Regions from separate parts of the Oryzias latipes genome. Here region 2 is linked to region 1. Evidence: chromatin contacts called from public Hi-C data. All regions are on one chromosome and are shown on one strand. The core of a region is the stretch at or near the end of the contact, and the rest is flanking DNA. Distances in the headings are between cores, read along the strand shown. Region 1 holds the start of polg (DNA polymerase subunit gamma-1). Region 2 holds the start of furin.

The links. A called contact is a pair of places that touch in the nucleus more often than the background predicts.
Region 2: a contact with region 1 is called in a Hi-C map of fibroblasts, with 2.4 times the contacts expected there. The contact joins the promoter of furin here to the promoter of polg in region 1. A contact is called at or near these places in 4 of 5 Hi-C or Micro-C datasets (embryo, fibroblasts and gastrula embryo).

What each region holds. Positions count from the first base shown.
Region 1 is chr6:22,063,793-22,070,565 of ASM223467v1, forward strand. It overlaps polg (DNA polymerase subunit gamma-1), which reads right to left and starts at 2,684. Exons shown (of 23, transcript XM_020704135.2): 1 at 2,596-2,684. LOC101167614 (Golgi apparatus membrane protein TVP23 homolog A) reads left to right here. Exons shown (of 6, transcript XM_011476292.2): 2 at 3,234-3,378; 3 at 3,489-3,578; 4 at 3,650-3,772; 5 at 3,905-4,033; 6 at 4,114-4,272. The coding sequence ends at 4,140.
Region 2 is chr6:22,242,643-22,249,415 of ASM223467v1, forward strand. It overlaps furin, which reads right to left and starts at 4,083. Exons shown (of 17, transcript XR_002290424.2): 1 at 3,575-4,083. LOC101158604 (1-aminocyclopropane-1-carboxylate synthase-like protein 1) reads left to right here and starts at 4,321. Exons shown (of 15, transcript XM_004070098.4): 1 at 4,321-5,646; 2 at 5,734-6,434; 3 at 6,523-6,582. The coding sequence starts at 5,004.

The DNA of each region.
Region 1 (6,773 bases), core at 1,434-3,933:
CATCTCTGTTTTTATCCAGACCTTCTGCTGGGGAGAGCAGTTCCAGCTGCTGACATCTTGGTCATAGCATGGAAGTGGTGAAGCAGCAGGCGTTGGCTGAAAGTGAGCAGGAGGAGGAGCTGCAGAAAGAGCTGAGGGTCTTCCAACAACTGCTGCAAAAATAACACGAGTTGTTGTTAAATAAAATATTTTCATTAAGTCCAAATGAATACAGTACTTTGAATTTTAGTCAAACTTAATGCACTGACTGTAGGTTTTATCCTGGACACTTTGAGGCAGTTCCAAAGCGAGGAACTCTGGTGGTACTGGCAGAGGAGTCTTCACTGGAGCAAAAGAAACTGATAAAAAAAGACAGTCAGAAACAGACAGGACGCTGCAGCAGAGGAAAGCTGACAAATGATCCTCAACACTCACCTGCATGTGTAGCAGCAGCACAGCTGGACCTCTCAGGCTGGTCTGGATTCAGATAAACACAAATATCCATCACTATTTACAGTTCTTTGTTAGTAATTGTGCAAAACACTCAAAACCATCTAAGAAAACTTGCTTAATAGAACAGGTGTGGTATGAAAATCAATAAATGAATAATTATTTTCCTGTTTTTATATTTTGATTGACCAGGAAAGGGACCATTATGATGTAATAATCCATGTGTAACCACTTTACTCTGACGTGTTAAGGCATGTACTTTTGTTGTAATTCTGCTTTTTAAGACTGGCTTCTTTCAATCATTTTCATACCAAACCCATGCAAATAAAATATTTCTGAATTTACCCTCAATGACGAACAATGAATACTTTCAGCATCACAAAAGCAATCACACAAAACACCTGCATTAGAACAGGCCTGAACGTGGCCAACCAGCAAACAGCAGATAGGAAAAGGTGATCCTGGTTTATGACAGAACCATCAGGTAGCAGCGGCAGCGGCGGCAGCTAGACCTGTACTCAGTGAACCTGAAAGAAAATAAAGCAAACATATGAATATTCTTCTATTTGAACAGACACATTTAAAAGTGCTGAGTGTAAAGAAAGGACTGATCTAAGACTAACATGTAGTCTAATATCAGTTTTTTCAACAACTAGTACTACTATTCTGCATACAGAAACATAATCAACACATGATGCATGTTGGTGCTGCTTACTTGGTTGGGTTGGGATTGTTGGTAAATACGTTGGGCCTGTCATCTTCTTCACTACATGTCCCTGCTCTTTAGTAAAAAAAAATAAGAAAAAAGGTTTGAATTAGATGTAGTAATTAACACTCAGTGTGTACTTGTGTGTGATTTAGTTTTACCTTGGAAAGGGAGGAGTTTGGATAGAGAGACAGAGAGCATCATTATCTCCAACTCTTCATCATCTTCCATTTCTAAGAAAGACACTGAAAAGATGGGAAACATCATTTTTACCATCTTTAATAACGTTTTCATGAACGTCAGCATGAACGTCTAGTCTGCCACAGACCTGGAGGACTAGAAGAAAAGAGGAGCTGAAAAACTCTGAGTCTGAGCCTCTTTCCTCTTCAGGTACTGCTCGAGCAGGAACATATTGCTGCCTGAAACACACTGTTTCATGAGGATAAATGATGCATATCCATGTTCTCTTTTCTCTCAGACATCCCTCCAGGTTTTCTTAGAATGCACACCAAATCCAACCAGCTGGTTGTCCTCACTACTTGTAGGTGGCTCCGCTGATCTTTCAGCTAAATAGTTCCTCAAATCTTTGACTTTGCATATTCCTGCCATACAATATATCTGCATGTATATAATCCATTAAATGCATCATAAAATACTGTAACCCCTGTGATGCATATTAAAAATAGCATAGAAAATGTAATGTAACCCCTGTTCACCTCCACATTACCTTTGGTAAAATGAAAAAGGTTTTGAAAACACACACACAGACACTTAACTGCTCAAAGTTTCTAGTTAGACATTCTTCTTATCCAGCTGTTATCCTCACCGCTGGAGTTTCATGTTCGAAAAATGACGGAAAGAGAAATGTCTTCAAATTAGAAACTTTGTCCTGTATTTTTTTTTTTTACTTACATCAGACTTTAACTTGACTTTAACTTGTTGTGCTCTTGTGTTTTAACAGCGATCGGATCAAATCTGGCCGCAGGATTGTTGTTGTTTTCTCTTCCTGTCTGCTCTTCCTGTAAAATCCTTACTACTAAGGCGATGTGGAAACAGCGCCCCCAAAATCCCGCTAGTGGTGGAAAAGTATATTACATCCGTAGTGTTAAGAACTACCATAGAGAATGAATGAGAAAAGTTAAGAGAGTTAAGCTTAACCATTTTCCGTGGATAAGGCGTCTGACTTCGGATCAGAAGATTGCAGGTTCGAGTCCTGCCGCGGTCGAATTTTTTGCAAGCTTGCGCGTTTTACTTTTTGCGTGTTAATGAAGATGAAACAGTCGCTGTCGATTACACTCAAGACGCTGCGCATGCTTTTGGGCCCGAGATAAAACTGTCCTAACCCTAACTTTTGCTGGTAATTCCTTCATCATTCGCTTGGCTGCAGTGTGTTTACAGTTGTATTTTATCGAACAGTGGATGGCGGACGACACAGTTGAAGTTGAATTGAATTTGGATACCGATGATGAGGAGCAGGAAATCGCTCGGAGAGGAGCCGTCTTCAGGTGTTTGCCGGACAGCTTACAAAGCGACATAAAAATGATCACCAAAACCTCTGTCATTTCAAGCTACTTTATTTTTAATGCCCCAGATTTTTCAAACATTGAATCTGATTAATTTCTTATGTTGAAATTAATGTTCCATTTGAATTGCAAACTGCATGCAGGTGTGCAGAATGATTGTAATCTAAACACACCCAGCATGACTCCTTTTTTCCTGTGATGTCAAGTCAAAACTAAAATATTGGCTTGTATTTCTTTGTTTTTTGGTTATAGTTCTTTAAAAATAATCTTTTTTGCATGAAAGAAAATTACATGTAAAAGTTAAAATGTTTGTAGGGACAGCAGCAATACTGTTTTTAAAGGAAAAATTGTAAAAGTATGACCAAACTAGTCATTATGAGTTTTGTAGAAATTTCTGTGATGCTTTTGTTCTGAATAAAAAGAGTTTCAAAAGCCATTTTTTTTCATCAAAAATGTCCCTTTGTCTCAGTAAAATTCTTTCTGTTGATCCTTTTTGTGCTTTTAGTGGCAAACTTTGATTTTATGCTGAAACCAAATATATTGATGAGCCATTATTTCAACTCCTTTGTCTCCAGGCAGCCCCTGGCCTCATTTCTCCACTTGTTCTTTCGTCTGGTTGCCCTTGTCATGTATCTGCTGTGTGACTGGGATGGCAAGAACTTTGAATCCTGTTTTTTTACCATCATTGGTCTGTTGTCTTTAGACTTTTGGTACGTCAAGGTAAGAAATCATTTTAAAGGCACATTTTGTTTTACTTTTTCCACACACATTTTAGTTCCTTTTTTGTTTGATTTTGCTGATGTGGATTGTTCACAGTCCTGTCGTTTCAGAATGTAAGTGGCCGACTGCTGGTGGGGCTGCACTGGTGGAATCAGATAGACGAGGATGGGAATAGTTTTTGGGTATTTGAGGCCAAAAAAGTAAGTATCATTTTGAAAGAGTTCACGTTAATTTTGAAGGGTTTAACTTTAATGTTTGTGCATTTATTCAGAGATCCCCAAACACTGGGACACAAACAGAAGCAAGAATATTTTGGCTGGGCCTCATCATCTGTCCCCTGATCTGGACAATCTTCTTCTTCACCGCTCTCTTCTCGTTGAAGATTGAATGGCTGGTGAGGCTTGTGCCTGCTCTGCAGATGCATGCATCACATACAACCCAGTCTCATCCCAAAACGTGTAGTACGTTTGTCCACTGGGAAAAACGTAGTAGTCCTACAAATACTGTGGAATAAATCTGCTTGCAGTTACTCGTGATTCCATGCTTTTCCCTCCAAGTGGTCAACCTCCATTGTTATTTGCGCTGTAAAGCTGGAGAACAGAACGGTCAGCTTACATGTCAAAGCTCCAATACACAAGATCTCTTCCTTCAACGTGTGAGTTTCTGCCGTTCACCGTCATTTATCCTCGTTTTATGATGTTGAGAAATGATTTTTTTTTTACCAACCTTATTTAGCCGAACATCCTTTTTGGATTCCTGTGAAAACCTTCTGCTGCATTTGGACCAGCAGGTGGCCATTTGTAGGATTCAAAGCTGCCATGACTTCAGGATATTTGTTGTACTTTAACATCAATTGTCAAACAGCAATAAAGTCAATAAATCATAAGCACAAGAGAAGCTTTTGTGTGTTTTTTATTTTTTATTTATTCATCATATACTAAAATAATTTCAATCGTTTAAAGATTTTAAACATTAATTTTGTGCAGTGTTTGTCCTTCCTATTCTTTTTGTGTTTTTTTTCCGGTGTGTACTTTTTAATTGCTTGGCTTATCTCTTATTTGGTTTGGAAATTTTACATGTAAAACACTTGAAGTGAAGCTGAAGTGCAGTTTTGTTCTCACCTTCTTTGTCTCTTTTCAAACTGTTGTAAAGTCAAAACTGTTGAAATAGATCAAAAACTTCGAGAAATCTTTCAGGGGAAATATGTGAAAATTGAACAGTTATAAAATAAAATTAGACTAGAAGTAAGAGACGATTTTATATTTATTCATTTTGCCACTGAAGCTCCAGTTCACTCTGTGACAAACGTCTTATTCTTGATAACAGATGAGTATTATTATGCACCGGGCTAACTTTTCCGTTTCATTCATTATGATTTGGAGAATGTCAGACTTTTAGAGAGCGGGACATCTCAAAGATCCTTTATTTGGCGGGAAAGATCACCCCTCCTCTCCAAAAAAAGAAACAATCAGAGTTCAGATTAGTTTATTATGGCATGCAAAGGTTTTAAAATAATCAAAATGTCAAAATTTGTAGCAAAAAGGGTTTATTGATCACAACTTGACTCCATATATCTATCAAAACAATCTTTGTGATAAAAAAAGGCCAAATATGATAACTTGATTAACAAATATTTGATTTTCCCTGGCAAAGATTGCAAGAATTGTACGACTAACAAATAATGAGATAAGATTTGTTTTCACATTGATAATTTCTTAATTTTGTTTCTACCAATGGCGGGTGGCGTTTTTGTGGGAGATGAAACTACTATGTTTTTCGTTCCATACTTTCTGATATCTGAAAATCAATCTTTTTTTTAAGGAAATTGTAAATGAAGAATACATTTAATCTCATTTAGAGATAAGATAACATAGTTTGGGTTTTTGTATCTAAATTTCTAATTTAAAAAATTTTAGGTGATGAAAATTAGAAAATTAAAGACACACAATTTGTGCCGGAACAAAAAACGATTTTTTTGCAGGCATCTGTTTACTGTAAAATATAAAGTTATTCCACTCATAGCCGCGTCTACAATGAAAAATAGTTATTTAAAACATTGATAATGCAGTAATATGGGTTAGGAGTAAGACGTCTTGCTGCACAATCTTTGTAGATTCGGTGGACTCTGATTGGTCGAGAGGCCGCCCTGGTCCCCTTGTGACGTCAACGCGAGAGCTGTTGTGAGGAGGCGTGCAGGCTCCGGATGAGACAGACGCTGGAGGATCGAAGATGCTGCCGGAGGCGCGTGGGAGCGACGACACCAACTTTCTCCACGGGGCCCAAAACATGACGGCGGGAAAAGACATAATCAATAACCCGAATAATTCGGCTCGATCAAAAACCAGGGACGACAAGAATCAAGGTTCTACCACTCAGGTGAGAAACGCCTCTCAAAATGGAGCTTATTATTGCATGAACAGCATCCCATTTAACCAGCTTTGGATGTGTCCAAAATACGCATATGTATAAATGCAAATATATATGTGATATATATTGATTAATAGTTTGTTTATAAGAGCAGTAAAAGATGGCGGAAAACAGGTCTTTTATTGGGGGGGAAAAAACCTTTATCTAAGATGATCTGGATGTTAGAGGCTTCTGACTCTACGGCCTCCTGTTGTGATGAGGAACAAATGAGTTTCTGTAATAGCTTTGTGCGCGATATTCCTATTTATGTGACACTTAAAAAAAAGTGGGACAATCGCAATTCCAATTATAATTTGCCCCAAGGAGAACAGAAGAGCGACTAAAAGCCACTTACTTCAGTTTAGAAGAGAATAGTTTTCTTAGTTTTGGTTATTTTCGAGTCGGCGTGCTGATGTTGCACCATAGTCAGCTAATCAGATCTCAAATTCCTTAAAAAATGTATTAAAAAATAACCTTTATTTGGAAACGTTGAAATGTCAAACGCAACACTTTGCGTCTTTTACTTTGAAAAACTACCTTCCTATTTAGTAGATCGGTTATGTTTTTAAAAAATTCAATTTAGGTTAAAAGACACAAAAACAGTTAAGGTGAAGAAATCCAACCATCCCCACCGTCATTTATTTAACCTAAATTATATCTAATCTGTAATGTGTCACGGGATAAAATTGCCACCCCACGTGTTATGTAGCAAAGGAAATTCATGTTTTCAGATTAACCCTAATCGTGCTTTTTTATTTATTTACTTGAAATTGATCTTAATTTTACAGCATAAATTCCAATCTCGCCCAAACTGTAGGATATTAAAGCCATAATTTACCTTCCATAAGCGGCCATAATAACACAATCGTGTTATTCTGTCATTTTGTGTTATGCGTAAACAACACCTTTCGTTTCGTAACAAAGAATGTGTGCAGGTGTGTAGTTGCGGCCTCCTGACGCTGATTGCCTCCCCGCAGGTCAGCATCGCT
Region 2 (6,773 bases), core at 2,833-5,332, 180 kb after region 1:
CCACTCGTTTCAAAATTAGATAAGAAAACAGCGTGTTGATATAAGAAAGCAGCTTCAAACACCCATCTGTTATTTGTGTGCACCTTTACTTCATAAAACACCAGCTTCAAATCTTACTAAAGCCAATGTCAGGTTAAATTCTGAAGGAAAATACATCCAACCTCTCACGAGGAGACCTGCTTTATATTTTTCTCATTGTCAAAATAACATATCTCCATGATCTTAAGGCCCTTCAGGTGCATTTAAATATAGGCTTGAATCCCTAATGGAAATGATAGCATGGACTCCGCGACACTAATGGAAATCACTGTCTAAGAGCTCAGTTCTTTTTCCCATCTGCAAATGCAGGTTATGGTTATTTTGTACAAAACAGGAGTTGAAATCTAGCATAATCCAAAGGCACAAAGTTATCCTCAGTGTTCAAAGCAAAGAGAGTAGCATTCCTGTCAGCAGACACATCAAAATCAAAACGAATATTTTTGATAACATATTCCATTTTTCTGACTTGCTCCTCTTAGCCAAATAAAAGGGTTTATTTGATACTGGCAGCTGGAAAAGAGAGATTAACAATGAAAGGTATATACAGGTTAGAGAAAAATGCTTCTATCCAGATGTCTTTTTCAGGTAAGGCCCTGGAGCTCCCAGAAAGCCAGTGCTTAACTATATACATCCATTACAAAAGCAGAGCTTTGTAGTAGAGGAGTCCTGGTGCTGACATTTCCTGCCTGCAGCTCTGACCTTTCACTAATGGAAAGCATTCAGGGCATCACGGGATGAAAAACGCAACAAAGACAACTGAGGACTGCAGCTTGAATCCTACATGAGACAAAAAAAAAAAAAAATGGGACATGATTCCTGCGCTTGAATTCCAGAAAATGAGTCTCTCTATTCCCCAGACATAAAGGGATTCCAGTTAAAAGAAAAGAAGATGCTACGAAGCAGAAAATATCTTTCTGTCCCAACTTCGTTTGGGACAATTTGGAGCCATAAAAATTCAAAATGAACTGTTTTTACATGAGCTGCCAAGATGTGTCACCTTCAAACACGTATTTTATCTTCTGCTTTCTGTTTATACACTCACTGGCCACTTTATTAGGCACATCTGTCCAGCTGCTCATTAACATAGATTTCGAATCAGCCAATCACATGGCAGCAACTCAATGCATTTAGGCATGTAGACATGGTCAAGACGATCTGCTGCAGTTCCAACTGAGCATCAAAATGGGGAAGAAAAGTAACTTTGGCATGGAATGGTTATTGGTCCAGACGGACTGGTCTAAATATTTCAGAAACTGCTGAACTACTGGGATTTTCACACAAAACTATCTAGAGTTTAGAGAGAATGGTCCGAAAAAATACAAAATATCCAGTAAGCGGCAGTTCTGTGGGCAGAAATGCCTTGTTGATGCCAAAGGTCAGATGAAAATGCCCAAACTAGGGCTGGGTTGATAAAATCAATTAATCGACCAGAATCGATCCAAGTTTAAATAACCAATAACAGATCCATAAAATTAGAGATCAATCTTTTATGCCTTTCCTATTGGTGATACCCAGCCCTAGGCCAAACTGGTTCCAGCTGATAGAAAGGCACCAGTAACTCAAATAACTACTCAATACGACAGCGGTCTGCAGAAAAGCATCTCTGAACCCACAACACGTCCATATTTGAGGCAGATGGGCTACAGCCGCAGACGACCACACCGGTGCCACTTCTGTCAGCTAAGGACAGGAAACTGAGGCTACAATATACACAGACTCACAAAAATTGTACAATAGAAGATTGGAAAAATGTTGTCTGATCTGTTGTGTCTCCGTTTCTGCTGCCACATGGCAGAGTCACAATTTGATGTCAACAGCATGACCGCTTGGACTGTACTTAATTTTTTTAAGGTATTAATTATTACTTGGAGAAGAAAAACTGTCTGTTCCATATTTCAGCCTTGTAGGTTAAAAGCCAAACAACTCAGTAAACATTTGGTTAGCTTCTGTTGCACGATTATAACTATGATGGCGTGTGGTTTGATGGACTTCATGGGGCTGTGCAAACAACTTGCATCGGTGATGACGAGCGCACGAAGCTGTGTGACAGACCACATGCAGCACTCTGGCTCTATTTTAGGCAGCCCATCAGCTAAATCAACACCCACCATGTGCTCTGGCCTGCCCTCTCCCTGAAAACCAAAAGCACACAACCGCCCAGCAGCATTAACACAGCACCACTGACAGCCAAGCATCCTCTACAGAGCCCAAAAAATGCTCCAAGTTAAATTGTAATTGGAAAAGCAGAGACACAAGCGCACCCGAGAGCCGGACGTCCAACGCTGCCCACCGATCACCCAGACGTTTACCCCCAAAGTGAGCCATTAAAACCCTAACCCCCTTAATTACCACTATGTTTCAAGGGGGGGGGCAGTAATGAAATAAATAATGTTCTATAGACATTTTCAGCAAAATCCTTCAACAAACTTTAAATGGATCCAGAAAAGTCAGTGGCCTAGTTTCCAGAGAGCCTATACTGTTGGCGAATTTGCCGTCACCTTTTTCGCCTCCCCAGCAATCCTGTTTTCTTCTAATAAAGCCTTTCTCCACAGAGCTTGTGGCAGAAAAACTATCCAAACTGATTAACTGAGCGCCTGTGAGGACAAACCACCTGAAATGGAAAGTCTTTCCACTCAAGAGCAAGAACAAAAAGCTTGTGACGGCTTTGACCCTGATCAAATTATATACCCAACAACGGCAGCGAGAAAAATTTTCCTCCAATAAAGTCCATTTTAAATAGAACAAAAAGCTGTAATAAAGTTAAAGGATGCTTCTATCCTAGCTGAGACAGGTGACCTTGACCTCCGCTGACATAAATGTGAGTAAGAAAGTAGCTGTTTATCCCCTAAAAGCAGTAGAACATGTGGAAAATTATTTTCGGTGGTTGCATTTTATTGTATCAAAGTGGGTAATCATGATCCAGAAGGCAAAAAAAGGCAGAGGGAAGAAGAATAGTGTAGAGCTGGGTCTAAACAATTTCTTCCTCGCCTGAGGAGCAGCACTAACTGAAATATATTACAGCAATTCGCGCCGAAGAGTGAGAGTAAAAAATAAATAAAGACAACTTGATGAAGGTTTATCTGATTAAAGCTCCAGCGTGAGCATGTAAGAACAAAGGGATGTGTAGACAGAGAGGTGAGAAACACAAAATGTAGAAATAATTGAATTATGGCTTTTATTGTGAAAAACAAAAACAATTGAAAAATATTGAATTGCGACTTCTTTGTGTGGGAAAAAGAAAAAATACTTTAAATACAAAAGTTTACAACATTTTTTTTTTTTACTTTAAGGGCTCAAATAAAATAATAATAATAATATTAAAGAAAAACTAATGTCGCTAAGACAATTTTTATGCAATAATAGAAAAACGTTAAAACTAATAAAATCACGATTGAAATTTTTTGTTATTAAAAACAAAAACAATAAAATATTAAAAGCTTTTTAAAATTCACTAGTTTACCCCTGCTCTCCCTTACTAACCAATTCAGCTGTTTAAACTCTTAAATTAAGGAAATGAAGAAAGCCGTTGACTTACCTCAAAAAGTCAGACACGAGCGAGCACCGAGGCGTCATGCCTCCACGTCTTCTTCATCCTCTCGCTCCGGGCGGAGACTCCCCTTTCTCCTGCTTCTCAACTTCACATGAAACCTTTCGCCGGTCGTCCTTTACTCCCTCCAGCAGACGAGTTACACCGCCACGCGCTGCCACCCATTTCAATTTTTCTTTTTTTTTCTCCCCCTAAAAACTAAAAGTGCAGCATTAAACTATTCCTTCTTGAATTATTATTCGCCACCAACTTGCCACATCCATCATGGTTATAATATAATATTGTAGCGTTTTTAACTCCATCCGGGATTTTCTTTTTTAATGTTAAGAGTTTCCCCGAGCTGTTTTTCGCCGCATCTTAGCCTCATTATCAACGCGGGTGAAATGAATTAACGGCTAAAAAAAGAAAATCGGGTGAAATTATAGACAACAGCCACTACAATGTAGCAGGTTCACTATTGGTTGGAGATGACAACAAAGTGCTACAAACCTATTTCTCCAGGAAGTACGTCACGTTTGGAGCCAACTAGATTAAGGTGAATGCTTGATTTGTTGCACTGTACTCGCAAGGAGGGCGGCTCGAATTTTTTTTCTTGAAGCAACTTAGCATGGTGTTAAACGTAAACCGTCCACATATTATTTATTTGATAAACTCTTAGGGGCTTCAAAGTCATATTTTTGTTACGATATATATTTTTGTGCTGGTTTTATTCTTGAGTGAGGGTTTTCCACCATGAAATGTTGTTACAAATTCCGGGAGACACTTGTGTACAAAGTACGCATACGCATAATGCCGAGCTTTCAGTTTATGAGGAATTTTTTGTTGTGTGTGACCGCCATCTTGTGGACAAGCAATGAACTTACAGAGGTGCGTGAAAAAGGGAGTTTTGTACGGTAGAGGGGGCCATAACGCTGGTTTGCCGTGGCTTTATGTACCCCGGTACAGCTTGGTACACAGAAGGGAGAGCCAGTCCGCTTACAGCGTCTCCCTACGTTGACTCGGGCCAAAGTTATCCCGGAATAGGGACAGCACGCATGTGCCGTAAACCCGGATGTAGATATTTCTGTGCGCGTTCGGTCCTCGTTTCTCCCAAGTTGAGACACATTTAGTGCATTATAAATGTCCAACACGCACTCAGCTGGACTGAACCTCTGCGTGTTGTAGTGAGTGACCAGACAGTTTTATGAACATGTGACACCTGCGTGGATGAGGGTGTCGGTCCCGCACGAGGAGCTGCACCTTTGATATAACGCAGAAAAGGGAGAAAAAGTGGGTACAACACGTGCACGACTTTATGTTTTTCTTGTTTTATTCACGCATTGTAGATCAGAAAATAGTCTGGATTCTCTCGAAGTTGAAGTAGAGATCTTCTCTTCTCGCGTGCTTCTTTCTGAGGACCTTTAACTTAACACGCACGATGGACTTTCGCGGGAGAAGACACGAGAGAGGCAGCAACTGGACCGACCCGGAGATCGTTGAGCTGCTCCAGCTGTGGTCCGACGAGTCGGTCCAGGTGGAGCTGGAGAGCTCCCTGCGCAATCAGCGCGTGTTTGACCGCATCGCGCACATTTTGCGCGAAAAGGGCATTTACCGCACAGGCGACCAGTGCAGGGAGAAGATCAAAAAGATGAAGCTGGAGTACCGGCGCATCAAGGACAACCACAAAATGAGGACCTGGAAGTTCTATGACGTGATGGACAGGGTCCTGGCGAACCGGCCGGCCATCACCTACTCCTCCCTGGGTGGAGCTGTCATAGCCCAGCAGGTGTTTCAGAGCTCAGGGGGGTCTGAGGCCTTCATGCAGGGGGGAGCTCCAGCCAGCTCTTTTGGGCCCGCCTCAGCAGGTGGGTTTTTATTCGGCCAGCCCCCCAAAACTGGAGATCCGCTGGATATTAAGTGTGAAGATGCTGAGGAGAGTTTGCTGAACTCAGGTGGTGCACCCCCAGAGATGTACTACGCCTCTGGGGAGGAGCAGGAAACTGATGGACAGTGTTTGTTGGAACCAGAGTACACCATGGGTCAGCCTGAGAGCTCGGCCAACACAAGAGCCTCACCCTCAGGTGGTTACACTCAATACTCATTTATGTTGATGTCGCAACATGATACACGGTTTTGTGTAATATATTCATTTGTTTTTATATTTGCAGGTTTCAGTGACCCGAACCTTGGAGGCTCTGCAGCAGCTGGAGGTGCAGGTGTGATGCAAAACACTCCAGAGGAGCCAGATAAGGATATTTCCCACGCTGCTCACTCCACGAGGCACAGGAAGCGCAGACGGGGCGGCAAAGCATCATGGGTCCACGGGAGCAGCCGACTGGGCGGTCAGGGGAGCTTGGATAAAGTGCTCACCAGCTTCTTGAGCTGGCAGCAGTCTGCAGAGGAGCGCCTGCTCTCCCTGGAGGAGGCGAGGCTGGAGCGAGAGTTCCAGGCCGAGGAGCGCAGGGAGCAGCGGGAGGAGAGGAGGGCGGAACAGGAGCGGCAGCATGAGCTCAGACTGTTCAGCATGCTCACGGGGGCACTGCTCTCCGTCCGGCCGGCCGCTCCTGCCGGAGCATCCCCCGCAGACCCCTCCCCGTCATCTTCTGTCGCCCCCTCCGCGTCGTCCTCTCTATCGCAGTCACTCGCCGACGCCCTGCCCACCAGGAAGACGGAAAAGTCACCACCCACATCTGTCACCACCTCCAAAATGTCACCCAGCGTCTTAGCAGCAGTGGAAGCTACAGCTCCTCGTGGGCCTAGTGTCTACTTGTCCAACCGTGGTAACAGCATCCTGCAGCACCAGGGCATTCTGCAGGAGGGTTTTGCCCAGTATGGAATGAACAAACACCACGACTCCCACAACCCCGATGTAAGTCAGTGTAAAATATCAATCTCAGTAGTTAAAAGAAAAGAAAAATCTGTACAAGCTATTCACTAGCTCCTTCTCCTTTACCCAGGGTATCCTCAACTTGGGCACCAGTGAGAACAAACTCTGCTTTGATCTCCTCCACACACGCGTAAGATAAATCTCACAGTCGCATGGGGGGCAGAACAGCCAACAGCTGTGGAAATTCTTTAAAAATTAATACGCATCGAGCAGACTTATTCCTGTGCAATAAAACATGTGTAAGCATTCAGATGACAAGACGCCATAATGAAGTTACATGCCAGTAAAAGACAAATAGGGAGAAACAGGTTGCATGACTTT